2 separate regions of the Rattus norvegicus genome follow, and region 2 is linked to region 1. The links are chromatin contacts, called in public Hi-C maps. All regions are on one chromosome and are shown on one strand. The core of a region is the stretch at or near the end of the contact, and the rest is flanking DNA. Distances in the headings are between cores, read along the strand shown. Region 1 overlaps LOC120096251 (a long non-coding RNA gene). Region 2 holds the start of Adora1 (adenosine A1 receptor).

What was found. A called contact is a pair of places that touch in the nucleus more often than the background predicts.
Region 2: a Hi-C map of frontal cortex shows a contact between it and region 1, with 3 times the contacts expected there. The contact joins the promoter of Adora1 here to the enhancer-like site in region 1. A contact is called at or near these places in 2 of 12 Hi-C or Micro-C datasets (the A7r5 cell line and frontal cortex).

The regions. Positions count from the first base shown.
Region 1 is chr13:48,070,307-48,073,006 of GRCr8, forward strand. LOC120096251 (a long non-coding RNA gene) reads right to left here. Exons shown (of 2, transcript XR_005492457.2): 1 at 1,351-2,700. Among named protein-coding and RNA genes, the nearest start is that of Btg2, 16 kb to the right of the region's middle. Within about 2 kb of position 1,290, at least 47 of the 93 cell types and tissues checked have an H3K27ac peak or open chromatin away from gene starts, as enhancers often do.
Region 2 is chr13:48,245,567-48,248,266 of GRCr8, forward strand. Adora1 (adenosine A1 receptor) reads right to left here and starts at 1,265. Exons shown (of 2, transcript NM_017155.3): 1 at 868-1,265. The coding sequence starts at 1,208.

The sequences.
Region 1 (2,700 bases), core at 40-2,539:
AATCTTCCTGCCAGGTGTGCTCTTGTAACACTAGTACTTGGTTGGCTGAGGCAGGAGGACCATGACTTTGAGGCCAGTCTGGATGACTTAGTGAATCTTTGTCCTCCTCCCTGCAAAGCAGCCCTTCCTCCAGTGTTGCCAAGAAAGTGGTGGCTCAGCCAGGTGTGGTGGCACCCAGGCCTTAAGTCCTAGTGCCCAGGAGGCAGATCATAGGGGGGCTAGGTCCAGCCCCCCTCAGAGTTAGGAGGGAATGGGGGAGGGCTAGAGAAAACGAGAATGTTTCATTTTAGTGAATTTTACCCCAATTTAAGAAGAGGAGGAGAGGAGGAGGAGGAGGACCAGAAAAGGAGGAGGGCGAGAAGGAGGGGGAGGAGGGGGGAGGAGGAGAAGAAGAGGAGGAGGAGCAGAAGAGGAGGAGGAGGAGAGGAGGAAGGGGAGGAAGGGGAGGAGAGGAGGAAGAGGGGAGGAGAGGAGGAAGAGGGGAGGAAGAGGAGGAGGAGGGGGAGAGGAGGAAGAGGAGAGGAAGAGGAGGAGGGGGGAGAGGAGGAAGAGGGGAGGAAGAGGAGGAGGAAGAGGAGGAGGGGGAGAGGAGGAGAGGAGAGGAGGAAGAGGAGAGGAAGAGGAGGAGGAGGGGGAGAGGAGGAAGAGGAGGAGGAAGAGGAGGGGGGAGAGGAGGAAGAGGAGAGGAGGAAGAGGAGAGGAAGAGGAGGAGGAAGAGGGGGAGGAGGGGGAGGAGGAGAAAAGAAGAAGTCCAAAGACAATCTTCTCACCCACGTGTCCAGTCCTGGTTAACTGAACCAGTGTAGAGCATCTTCAAGTGTCAGAGATGCTCCCCCAAACTTCAGAGCTTTATGGTCTATTTCCAAAATAGGGCAGACGCCAACTTGGAAGTTAAGGAGTGACAGGCAGAGGTACAGGAGTGCCTGAGAACTTGGCAGGCAGTCCGATTTTACAAGCAATTCCTTCTCTCTTTCCCTCCCCTTCTCTGTCACCCCCACCCCCAGCCTGCACCCTTTCCCAGCTCATGGAGGGAGCACACCATCTGTCTGCCCCCCCCCTTCCTCCGGGACTTAGGTCCTTTATTGAGACCTTTAAATAATTAAATGCCCCAAAGCTTCCCCCGCATTGATCCCAGCCCCGGGCCTGGGGTGTTATTCAAAGCCCAGGAGCTGGGCTGGAGAGCTGCCAACCCCACCGCCTCTCTTCAGCTTTTCTTTCCCTGGCTCAGCTGCCGGGCTCTGGCAGATAGAGCTTTGCTCCTGCTTTTGCCTCCTTGTCTGCCAAGCACAGTCCGGGGTTTGGGGGTGAGGAGTAGTAGGGAGAAAGCCATCAGATCCACTATGCACTCACAGAGGGACCAGACGGAAGACCAGCCTCGGTGGAGGAGAGAGCGCCATTGCTTTCAACTCCGTTAAGCCAAAGTGAGACTAGGAGTTGTCAATCACCTGAGCGGTGTGGGGCTTGGTCAGCCTCCTCACTCATGCAAATAACCCTGGTGAGTAGCTGAAAGTTTAGTCTAGACACAAAGAAACTGTGCGTCCTCCTCCTGCTGCCCTCCCTCCCGCAGCCACCCGGCCCCAGCGACAAAAGGCCGGGGCCCAGCGGTGCGTGAAGAGTGAATGGGCGAGACCCTGCCTAGTGACGTCCCACTAGACAGATGGCAACAGTTGCCCCACACCAGTTGCAGGCCTTCTTTCATTCTCCAACCCCCCATAAAGGAGGAAGGCCGGGTGGCTCAGGAGATCATCAGCTTCCCCCACCTCCTTGGGGGGAAGGGCGAGGCCCAGGAGGTGAGAGGCAGGCGAGCTGACGCTGGCTGTTTGGCTGCCAAACAAAAAGGTTGCTGAAAGGCCGGCTACCGGCCCAGCCTGCCCATCTGTGCGCCTCTGGGGAGCTCTGCCCCCACGCTCCTCCTCGGCTTCTGGCCAGCCTTAAGCAGAGCCAGGGCCTCTGGGAAGAGAGACCCGCGGTCTGGGGCAGCTCACTAAGCCGCAATCCTTGGGCTTTGTGTTCTCAGGCTGTCACTGAGGGAAAATCCCTTGACCTGCATTGTTTTTCCTCTTCAGAAATAGGTTAAATGGAAAAATCCAAGCCCCCCGAGGGGCAGCTGGGGAGCTGAACTCTGGTTAACTAACAGAGTAGGTCGTTGGGGATGGGCTAGTAGGCCAGGAGTAGAAGGCTCCCTTTCTCAGTTCATCCTCTGCTTGCTGCATAATTCTGGACCAGTCATCACGAGGCTGTCTGAGTTGCAATTTCCTCTGCAAATTGGGGTAACAACACCCACCGCTGGCACCTCCCAGCAAGATGGAGACAGCTGCTGTGCTAGCCAGTCTCTGTGTCCACACATTTGCACTATCTCGGAGTAGGTACGGCGCTTTAAACCGTTTTTCGGAATCCTTCCCTAGTTGTTTTGTGAAGTGACTGAGACAGCAGAGAAGAAAAGTGACCCAAATGTCTGAGAGCACAGATAGAGCCTTGCACCAGGCTCCTGAATCCCAGACCCATCGTTCTGTCTTTGTCTGTCTTCAAACATGGGTCTACCACAGTCAGGGGTACATATCCGGATATGTGCAACAGTCCCCAAAGTAGATCGTTAACAATGAGGATCGTTAAGGAGACAAAGCTGTTTCACGGCCAAAGCGTGTCCAAGGTATCATCCTGAGGTCCTTGGCTTCTAGCCCGGATACCCTCGCTGCTCTT
Region 2 (2,700 bases), core at 15-2,514, 180 kb after region 1:
GGGAAAAGCACTCAAAAGAGTGTCCCAGCAGAGCTAGCTCCTGGCAGTGTGCCCAGGCACTTGCTGGCCTTTGGTGACCCAGGCACTGTCTGGTGCCAAGATTATGGCTTGGTAGGCCTGGGCAGGGATCCTCAAGGGAGATGGACCCCCCACGACGAGGGCTGCCACCATTAAGCTTCCCACCCGGAGCTGCCTAGAAACAGCAAAAGCAACAGCCAGAACAGGAAGGTCAGCCACCAGCCTTCTCTCTGCCTGCAAAAAGATTCCCTCAGGGGGAGCCAGGCAGAGGCAACTAGCCCTCTGGGCTCAGCAGGACAGTCCGGAGGGTGGAGCTGGCTGGTACAAAAACATTTGCTGAACAAGTGAGCTAAACAGTGCCTTCCGGAAGCCAGTTTGGTCTGGTCCAAGAAGCAGCAGCACCCTTGGTCCTGGTGTGCCACCCTCAACATGTCCTCATCTCTCTCCTGGAGTTCTCTCCTCCTTTCCCAGACTGGTGGAACCGGGATCATTCCCAAGCCTACACTCACTGTCCCTTGTCTCACTAGCTCCTCCAGATGTTCCAACCCCACTCCAGGCCCTACTTCACCTGCTCCCCAAGACCCTCTGGTTGCAGAGGCTTCAGCACTGAGGTCATGGGCACTGTCGGGATGGTAATTCTCTGGACACCCAGCCCCCTCCTGCTTCTCCAGCCGCAGCTCTGCTGAGCATCCCCACACAGAGCCCAGGAAGGAGATGTGGGCTGGGATCCAAATGGCCAGAGAATACCTGACTGACTTGGGGGCTTATGCACTTCTGTCTTCTCTAGCTCATCCCCCAAGCCACCCAACATCGGGTTTCACAGAGTACCTTGGGCTGCTGTGCACTCACCGGAGAGGGATCTTGACTCGGAGGTATCGATCCACAGCAATGGCGAGCAGAGCCAGAATGGAGCTCTGGGTGAGGATGAGGACAGGGCAGGCCACCATGAGGCAGGTGTGGAAGTAGGTCTGTGGCCCAATGTTGATAAGGATGGCCAGTGGGATGACCAGGGCGCCAACGGCCACATCAGCTACCGCCAGTGACACGATGAAGCAGAAGGTGGCATCGCGAAGTGCCTGGTTCACCTTCACAGCCCAAATCACCAGTACATTTCCGGGCACAGAGACCAAGGCAATGAGCACCTCGATGCCAATGTAGGCAGCCTGGAAGGCCGAGATGTAGGGCGGCATGGTGGGCAGGAGCTGGGCACATCAGCAGACAGGCGCCCTGGGGCACGAGGCCAGCACCTGTGGTCAGGAAGCCTGCGGTGGGGATGCCAGCCTGGGAAGGAGGGGAACATAGGCAGCCCTGCGAAGATGTGCCCCAGTAAACGGATGCAGTGCCTGGCCAGCCCCTGGCAGCACTCAGGCTCACTATCTGCTTAACCTCTGTCCCCTCCCCTTGTCCTTAGAGGTTCCATTCAGCAACTTAAAATAGCAGCACTCACTCCACCACTGGCTTTTGTATCAGGTGTGAGGTGGCTCCCAGTACACTTACTCCACAAGGATCCCCTGTGCATCCACGCGGCCCACAGGTGTCCGCTACCCAGAGGCAAGGAGCTCACCATCCTGCCTACCAACCAGTAGGGGGTCCCAAAGGCGTTGCCCTAAGTTCCCTGGGCGGCTTTCCGGAGCCGCGCCGGGCAGGGCTGGGCTCTGGGCACCGCGCGCGCATCGGCTCATCGTTCTCCAGGCTCCCGCCGCTGCGCTCCCAGCCCGGCCTTTCAAGCAATCACATGGTGTGGCAGAGGCTCAGCCCCGGACGCGTTTAAAGAGGTAGTGCCCCTGTTTCATACCTGGGACTGGATGGCAGGCGTGATTCTGAGGGACTAAGCCCAGGACCTGCCGGGTCCACGGGCTCCCATTCCCCGCGTGCGCGCACGCCTACCCTGTGCCCACCCACCTGGGACGCCGCCGGTGCCCGAATCTTAACAGTAGCCTGGTCCCGCTTCAGCTCTGCCCAGAATCCTTGCCCATTGACTGCCCCAAGTGGGGGATCCCAGTCGTTTCATCCACCCCTTTCCTGCACATTCGTGGTGCACGAACTGAGCCACAGACTTACCCAAGGTCACACCAAAGCTGGCAGAGCTCCTGGCCACCTGAACAGTCTAGCCAAGTATCCCTAGACCTCGAAACCTTGGGCAGTCGCTCACTCAGAGGATGCCAGGGGAACCCAGGGTTACCCAGTTAGGTCCAGGGGGTGGTAGCCAGCCGAGACTCCACTCTGGCGCCCGCGCCTTCGTCGCCCCCGGCGCGGGAGCTGAGTGACAATCGGGCTCCGCACACCGGAGAGGGAGGGGGCGGGGGCGGCGGCGGCACTCGCGGGCCCCTCCCTCGTCGCCCTCCGTCTCCTCCCCTACCCCCTCCTCTAAACAAAGGAAGTGATTCAGTGTGAGAAAAGCTGGGAAAACGTGAGCTTCTCGAATGGTGTGATGTATGGATCCGGCCTCGGGACGGGGACAGTACCGAGGTGTCGTCTCCCCTGTTCCCTCCCTTCCTCCCTCCCTTCTCAATGCGGCAGGCGAGCAGCCCAAGTCCTAATCACCTGCGGGACTCCAGGAGGCCCCTCTCTGATCTCCCACTACCAACAACCATTGGCACTTGGGCCCCTCCCCTAATCTTAAAACCTACTCTCTTCAGGAAAGCAGTCCCCGCACTGTCAGGGGCGCCCAGGCTTCCAGCA